Regions from separate parts of the Gossypium hirsutum genome. Here region 1 is linked to region 2. Evidence: chromatin contacts called from public Hi-C data. All regions are on one chromosome and are shown on one strand. The core of a region is the stretch at or near the end of the contact, and the rest is flanking DNA. Distances in the headings are between cores, read along the strand shown. Region 1 holds the start of LOC107915466. Region 2 holds the start of LOC107914835 (transcriptional corepressor LEUNIG_HOMOLOG).

Region 1 (4,493 bases), core at 926-3,425, 440 kb after region 2:
AGATTTCTCTCTCCTTCTAATTGACCATTTTGCCCTTCATGATCTTTTAAAATTCCATCCTTGAGTCATCACTCAATTTGATAAAATTACGATTTAGTCCCTCATAATTCTTCACTTATTCAATTTGGTCCTAATTCATCCATTTTCCTTAGTTTCTAGATCATTCCACCCTTAAAATATTTTCACAATTAATCCTTAAACTTTTTCATATTTACACTTTAACCCCTCAAATTTTAAATATTTACTCCTGGATAATAAAACTTTTCTCACTTTTGCGAATTAGTTCTTTTTTTGCATTAATATGTCATAATATACTTCCCAATGTTGTCATAAATCAAAATTTTACTTTTTGTCACTTTATTTCCTTATTTTACTATATCAAATATGCCTACTTTCTTACTGTAATAATTTTCAGGATATTACAAAGAAATTACAAGAAAACTAAATTTTGGAGAAGAGAGAAGAAAGAAGGAACTACAGAAAAGTCAGAGAGAACTAAAGCCGGAAAAAGAATGTGGAATGGTTGGGTTTTGAGATAAAAATAAAATTTAAAATAAATAAATATTTTAAAACTTAAAACAAATTTAAGTAAAAAAAAAGAACAATTCCTTAAAACACACACATGAGGATTCAAACTTAGAACCCAGAGATAAACTAACACACATCCAACCACCCAACTAGTAGATTCATTCCAATATTAAAACGCAACAACAAATTCAATTGCTCGACCTGCTCACTGACCCTAACCACAAACCTCAAAACTTTTAACCCAAAATTCCGGGGTGCTACAAAAAATCATTCAACTCTCAAATAAACTTGCTTCATACAAAATAATAACTAATAAACATAATTAATCTATATCAAATAATTTGATCATTTAAATACAGTGTTAATAATAAAATTTCTAATCATTATTAAATCATTTTAATAACTACAAAAAAAGTTGATATATTTGTAAATTAAACTCTACATCATTCAGTTTTTTTACTTTTTTAATAGTCAATAAATTCATCATAATAATTTGTCAGTAATATATAATTAATTTAATTATAACATGTTATATTACATTTATATAATTTTATTATTTTAAAATTTTAAATATACAATATTCAGTTACTTATTATATAAATAATTAAAATCTTCTATTTAAAATTAAAGTAATATTTTTTAATTTTTTTGGGTAACAGAAACATAAAAGTTTAAATATAAATTAATTCAGTATAAAATTTAAATTTTTTATTTTTTATAATCTATATTCATTTAATAAAAGTCTTTTCATGAAATCAATATTTTTATCTATAAGTATGATAAAAATTTTTATCAAATAAATTTATTTAACCAAATATTTTGGTAAAATTAAATTTCTTATTTATAAGTATAATAAATTTTCTTATTAAGTAAATTTATTTATACAAATATTTTACTAACATTAAAATTATCATATATAAATGTTATAAATAATAATAAAAAATTAAAATGATAAATTCAAGAATATAATGAACCACCAAAAGCGAAGACTATATTGGAAATATGTTTCTCTAAACTCGTGCTTTAATATATTATATATGGGGGAATTCATTTACACTGGTATAAAATTACACTTTCGTATGTCTTTGTACTATTAAATTTTAACAATCAAACCATCATATTTTATATTTCATTCATATAAATAATTCATGCCAAATTTGATGTAAATTAAAAATTTCTAACTATTTTTATGTAAATAAATTTTAATAATTCAATAAATATGAATATTAATATATATATGTATATATATAACATTTTATACTTATATGATAGAAGATATCAGATTGATTTGAAAATTTACTTGCATGGCAAATATAATTAGGGAAATTATCTGGTGTACTGTTAGTGGGGGTTTTAGAATCCACAAGTAGCGTTAGGGAATTGACAAGTGTCATATAAGAGTATAGTAAATTAATTAAAAAAATATTTAGAAAAAAAAGATATTCTAATTTTTTAAGGCTACTTATGAAATAAAAAAGTACACTGCCAGTGTACCAAATACTCACTCATATAATTATATCGATAAATTTAAAATTTTAGATTATTAAAATATTAATTGTATAAAAATATAAGCAACAGTATAATCCCTTCGTATTATATATTATTGATTTATTATAAATGAAGCATGTAACATGTTTTTGGACTTTTAATATCATCACAAAGTTTATTTTCCAATACTGGCCCAAGAACCCAACCCAATCAGTACCTTAACCAAACGACGCCGGTGTGAATATGAAGCACCACGACGTCGGTTTTGTACATAAAAACTAAAGCTCGTCCTCTTCCTTGGTTCTTTCGTTACTCCATCCAGTCCCGTGATCGCGAAACCACCGCACACATCGTACTCTTTTCTTTTCTCACAATTATCCCTTCTCTTGCAATGAAGATTTTCTCCGTTTTCTTAATTTCCTTTCTCTTCTTCGCATTTCCTAGGGTTTGCTCTCTTTCTTCTTCTCCTCTTTCAATCTGTTTTAATATAATTGGATCTGTTTGTAATTAATTTAATTTAATTTAATTGATTCGATCTTCTTTTTTTATTTTTCTGATTTCATCACCTTAGGCTGAATCTACTGGATCCGTTTTCTTCATTGATAGTACAAATCATCAATTTATTCGCTCTCAGTCCTCCAACGATGTTGCTCAGGTTTAACTATTCATTTCCTTAATTTGAAATCAATTTCCTTTAATTTATAGTTTATGATGGATTTTAAGCATCAAGAGATTGTGGATGGTTTTCTATTTGGCCAGAATATGTAAATTTGGAAACTAATATCTTGAATCTTATTAGGATTTAAATTCAGTAATTTAGCTTATGCATATGTTTTACTTTGTATATCACCCTTTTTATTTTTCTTCCTCATATTAATTTTGAAGATTGTACTGATAACTTCTTGTTACTATCTTTTTACTGTAAGTTATATATGATAAAAAGTGTATATATTGTCTTCTTAGATGGATCTTGGAAATAGTGGGGGAAGTATTTTCTTCAAAACCATTTTATTTTTCTTTTTGTCACGCGTATTGGATTATCCTTTGTTCCTCATGTCTCTAATTTTTAACCTAATTCTGATCTTGCTTCTCACTTCGATTCTTTTTCCACTTAAATAGTCAGAGTCGATGCTGTTAGCTGAAGTTGGTGCTACTGTATCAGTCTTGCTTGGTTTTGCACCACCCACTACCCTTTCAGCTGCTGGTTCATCTAAGGTCGTTCTTTAGTTATTAATCCTGAGTAATTAGCTTTTTTAATTCTTTGTTTTTTCAAAAGCTTGAAAGACATACTTTTTTTGCAGCTAAATGAGGTTCTCATTCCTGATCCATTTAATAGACCTCGTGCTGTTTTTATGCTTGAAGTCAGTGGAATCGATGGTATCTTCACTTTAAGTTGAAGTGCATTTTCTGTGTTTTCTTTTTCTCCTACTCTCTCCTCTGCATTTTATTTAAATAAATGTTCTTCTGTCTTCAGATCCTCTTGTTGTTGACCCCAAGAATGCTATCTTCGGAAGAGCCTTGAAGAGTAACGTAGATCTTGGCTCAAGTAAAGCAGACATTCAGCTTCCAGGTATCTGATCATTTGTCACAATGTAAAACTAGCACACTTTAGTCATAACTTTTCATGTTTTTTTGAATATATTTCCTAAATGCTTTGATTCATTAATTCATTGGGATCTGTTCATTATATTAATTTTCTTGCAGATGAAGAGGAAGTGTCTGTGGTTTCTTTGGATGAGCCTCTTGGAGATTACACTGAAGAAGATATTATTGACTTTGTTAGTTTACTATTTGATACCCTATTTGTTTCTCTTCTCGGGTTTTTATTTTGGTCACACATGTCATAGTGGTTTATATATATATGTTTAGGCATCCTGGTTGGGTGGATCATATGTTGCTGATGCTGCAAAACCTTTTCATGGAATAATGACTATTCCTTTGGCAGATGTTGACAATGTGGATCTTCGTATGTCAGAGGTCTTGTTCAGGAACCATTGTTTCATCTGCTGTTTCATGAATTTTTTTTTAAACTGATACTGGGATAGTATTTTCTAGTGAGTTCTCATTACCTCACTGAGATCTTTAGGTTTCAATTCTTTGCAGAAAGCACACAACGAATTTGTTTCAAAACTGCTTGCTCTGTACTGCAATATAAGGAAAGCAATGGAGAAGCATGGACATTTGTCAAAGACTTTGCGTAGACCTGCAGAGATAATAATGGGTTCTTTTGATGGTATTAAGGTACATAACTTACAAACTTGTTTTTGCTAACTAGTAGCATTTTGTTTCTATAGATTGATGTTTCTCTGGAAATGTATTTGAAGACTATCAAATTTAAGTGGAAGGTTTCTTATTTCCTTCAGTCCACTTTCCCTGATAAGAACCACTTGTTAATTACATTATTGAGGAAGAAAGAGTTTATTTGCATTGCGGTACTTTTAGTTAAAACTGATATGAGAATGTCATTACTCTGTGCT
Region 2 (4,282 bases), core at 530-3,029:
CAGCAAATACAGAAAGAACTTTTTCCAAGTAGCAAAAAAAAGTTAGTAGAATCAATGCCTGAATTTGTTGCAATGCTGCAGTTACACTTCCTTGATTTCCTTGAACCAACTGACTGCATCAGAGACAATTTTGATTTGTCATTAACCAGAAAAATGTTAATCGCAATAGACAAAATACCTTACCTAAAATGTACAAGTATATTTACCCAGGATGATTTGTAGCTGATTTTAAGAGGGCCATCCTAGCATCAAGAAGTGGCTGGGATGTCTCTGAATTTATTGCATTTGGGTGTTTCATGCGCTCTTCATACATTTTTGCTGCCAATGCACTTGCATTTGACTGCCCTAGCATTCCTTCAGAGCCAGTTGCATTTACAGGACCACCTAAAGAAGGATGATTAGGATCCCTGCGTTGCATCTGAGCTTGACGCATCAGTTGCAACTGCTGCATCTGCAACTGCTGTTGCTCCTTTGCCTTGATTTGTTGTGCCTGTAAGTAAATCCATAATGGTTCAAATCATTTGGTATAAATTGAAGAAATGACAAGGTACTTACAATAATACTTGCTAAAGTTGTAAGAAGTCACCTCTATGTATGCTGCAGCAGCCTCTGAATGCTTGTCATTTGTTCTCGATATAAATATGTCCCAAAAGACAGACCACCACTCAAAAAGAAACCCACCGGGAGCATCAATCGCTGGGTAAACAAGCAAGTCCTCAATAAATCACTTGTAAAACCAGATTCCCTCAACCAACAATATGCTACACAATTACAACATAACCAAGCAAAGTATAACCTTTAATTCCAAAGAAAAATTACCCCCTCCATTACGACCATTAATTTGGCATTTCTTACATTAATGTTAAGAATCTAAATGGCATACCCATTTAAAATGCCCAAGAAAAGTACGACAAGGTACTTTTAGGTAAAGTCAAAAGTCAATGTAACTTAGGTAAAAACAGATTCATATAAGAACTCCATTTCTGCATAAAATCTTCAGTCACACAATGTCATGAATTAACTAACAGAAATTGTACATAGTCAAAACCAATTCTTACCTACTGGATCCGGGGCGACTTTCCCTTCTGTCATGAAGGACTTTGCAGTGACATGCAGTTTTTTCTTTACCAAATAATCATATATATAAACATCAAGCCTGCCAACCAAAATTTAAATAGAAGTAAAGGAATCAAATTAAACTAAAAATAATATTCATTTTCTGAAATATCATATAGATACATCTTATCTGCTTCCCAATTACTCTGCGCCATCGTTTCAGCTCAAAAACAAATTAATTAACTGTTCAAAACAAAGCAAAGCAAAATTGATGTAGGGTTAAATTAAAAATTCGATTTACCAAAAAAGTTTACAAATTTAGTACAAGATATTATAATTGTAAAACATGAAACTACGTTGATCAAAACTAACCTTAAAGGGAGCAATTCAACGGATCAAGTCAATAGATCAAAGCCTGCATTACCACTCTTGACCTAGTGAAGAAGCGATCTAATATTGGTTTCTGCATTCAATAAGAAACAATTTAAAAAAAATCATAAATTTCCATAAAGCATCTTAATAAAAGATGAGATTAAATTAAAGAAGAAGGAAAAAGGTAAGACCTTATGAATTCAGAAAAGGAAGCTATAAATGGAATTAGGGTTTTCCTTTTAATAAGTTGATTTGATATCTATGATAGTTAACATAAGTGAAAATGGCCAAAAGGGAGAGTTTGAATAAGATCCAAACCAGAGATTCGGGTACTCGGGATCTGACTCAACAAACCTCAGGTTTGGAGTCCTTGAAGTTCAGAATAGTTGGTTCGGACTTTCTCAGTTCTCACACACCACGTCAGCAAAAGGACCCACCACATGCTTTTATATATACTTCTAAGTTTTTTCTTTTCTTTTTCTTTTTTTGATATAAATAGGTAATTTAATATGAAAAAGAATTCCTAATCTCACAACACTTCCCTAATTTCTTAGACTGCATTTCGATAAAAATTTTAAATTTTGGAATATTTTTAAAATGTTTATATTTCTGATTATTATGAATGAATAAATTTAAAATAAAAATTAGATTAATGAATTTTAATAAATTAAAACTAATTATAAAAAGTTAATGATATAAAAAATAAATAAGATAAACCTTAAAAAATTAACCAATATAAAACATGCACGAATTTGATTCGATTTATAAATATATATAAATATTTTTAGGGTAAATTACATCAATTATTCTCAAATTTTATTTAAAATTATATTTCGATCACCCAACTTTCAAATACTACATAATAGTTACTAATGTTATCAATTTGTTATATTTTTATCACTCGATTGCTAATTTTCGTTAAAAAAAGTAATATTGTACATTAATTCAAAAAGTTAACAGTTAATTTGGTTTCTCAGTTATAATTAAAAAATATTTTTAATATTTTTAAAGTTTTCTTAACAATAATTGTAAACAAATTCTTTAAAAAAAATATTAGACTAAAAATTATTATAAAAAAATTAAAAATCATAATTTTAAAAAAATAAAAAAAAATATTTTTAAATATGTATAAATCTAAAAAATTCTTAAAACTAAAACTAAAAAAAAGGTAAACTAATATTTCTTCTAAATTTTTATTTTATAAAAATCTTAAAATTTTCAAACTAAAACTCATTTGTTTTTACCTTTGATGAATACTTTCAATCACATCAACAACTTCATGTTGTTTTATCCAAAATTTTGTTTGCAAATTTTATTTTGTTTTTTTCTTTCTCAAATCCCTAAAGCCCCTAGCAAAATATATCTAAATGCAAGTTTCATATTTTGTTACAGCCCGATTTTTAGTGGTGACGGAACAGTGGTTTCGGGGCCACAAATTTCCGTCATGTCAACTTGTAAATATTATTTTTAAAATATTTATAGAGTCAATATAGTCATATTAAAATTTGGTTTAAAAATATTATCGTCTAGATAGTTAATTAAAGAAAAAGAACTAAATTGAAAAAGGTGCAAAACTTGTTAATTTTAGCATTTAGGTGATTAAATGGTTAATTATTATTTGAGAAAGGATTTAAGGGATAATTAAGCCTTAATTTAAGTAAAAGAATTTAAGGGATAATTAAGCCTTAATTTAAGTAGTGGGACGGCTAATTAAAGGAAAATGATAAAATAAAAGGTTTTAATGGTAATTTTGTAATTTATTCAAAATTAAAGAAACAAATTGAAACAAAAGGTTTATTTTTCTCATTTTTCTCTTCTTGATGACCTAGGAAGCTTTTTTTTTCCATCTTTTATCTTTGCATGGTAAGGAAATTGAATCGTTTTCTTGTAATTTTTATGTTTTTGAGATCGTTGCAACTAGGTCTAGCTAGCCCGTACCTTCGTTTTTGATTCTGTTAAAAATTTTGGAAGTTTCCATTGTTGAATATTGGATGTTTTTGATGAATATCATGTATTTGGAGCTTTTATTGTGTTGTGTGATGATTTTGTAAAGTGATTTTTGTTAAATTTTAATTTTAGGATTAAATTATGAAAATGTCAAAATTTTAGGGTTTAATAGAGAATTTGATATTTATTAGGGGCTTTTTGAGAGCCTAGTATATTTGGATAAAATATTTAATTTATAAAAATGGTTAATTTGATGAATTTCGGGTTAAGGGACTAAATTGCAAAAATGGTAAAAGTTTGGGGTAATTGTGTAATTTTGAAAAGTAAAAGGGTATTAATTGTAAAATATTTTGGAATTGAAATATATGTTAATAAATGAAGAATTTTACATTTTAGATCAAAATCTCTTAAATACTCATGGAAAAGGAAAAATAGCAGAATAGTCCTTGAACCTCTGCAGCGACTACAATTCAGTCCAAGTAAGTTCGTACGGTTAAAATTTAACATTTGTATAAATTGATGATTGTTATTATATATATGTTCTATTGTTAGAATTGAATTATTGTTGGAATTATATTATCGAATTTAATACTCAGTTTGGATTGAACGCGGGATTTGAGTACATTCGTGTTTGGTGTATGACGGGGATTTGGAGTGGAGATGGTATTGGAGGGAGATATTGACATATTACCCATATAAGCCAGAGTTTAGCATTTGTTCCGAACTCTCACGTTTTACTTTCTATTTGGTGTGATTTGGGTGGATTAGCTCTCACGAGCTTCTATTCAGCTCTTACGAGATTCTATTAAGCTCTTATGAGCTTTTGTTGGCATGTTCGGGTGGACCAGCTCTTATGAGCTTCTGTTGACGATGTACTCTTACCCATAAGTCATTCTTCAAATGGAAA

Evidence for each region. Hi-C and Micro-C count contacts between places; a contact is called where the count stands out from the background.
Region 1: a Hi-C map of leaf shows a contact between it and region 2, with 2.1 times the contacts expected there. The contact joins the promoter of LOC107915466 here to the promoter of LOC107914835 in region 2. A contact is called at or near these places in 3 of 34 Hi-C or Micro-C datasets (hypocotyl and leaf).

Annotation. Positions count from the first base shown.
Region 1 is chrD10:30,037,843-30,042,335 of Gossypium_hirsutum_v2.1, forward strand. LOC107915466 reads left to right here and starts at 2,176. Exons shown (of 11, transcript XM_041102320.1): 1 at 2,176-2,461; 2 at 2,588-2,671; 3 at 3,136-3,231; 4 at 3,318-3,393; 5 at 3,491-3,586; 6 at 3,721-3,794; 7 at 3,886-3,993; 8 at 4,120-4,257. The coding sequence starts at 2,408.
Region 2 is chrD10:29,593,572-29,597,853 of Gossypium_hirsutum_v2.1, forward strand. LOC107914835 (transcriptional corepressor LEUNIG_HOMOLOG) reads right to left here and starts at 1,780. Exons shown (of 20, transcript XM_016843880.2): 1 at 1,620-1,780; 2 at 1,429-1,519; 3 at 1,240-1,299; 4 at 1,059-1,156; 5 at 587-696; 6 at 207-490; 7 at 59-113. The coding sequence starts at 1,271.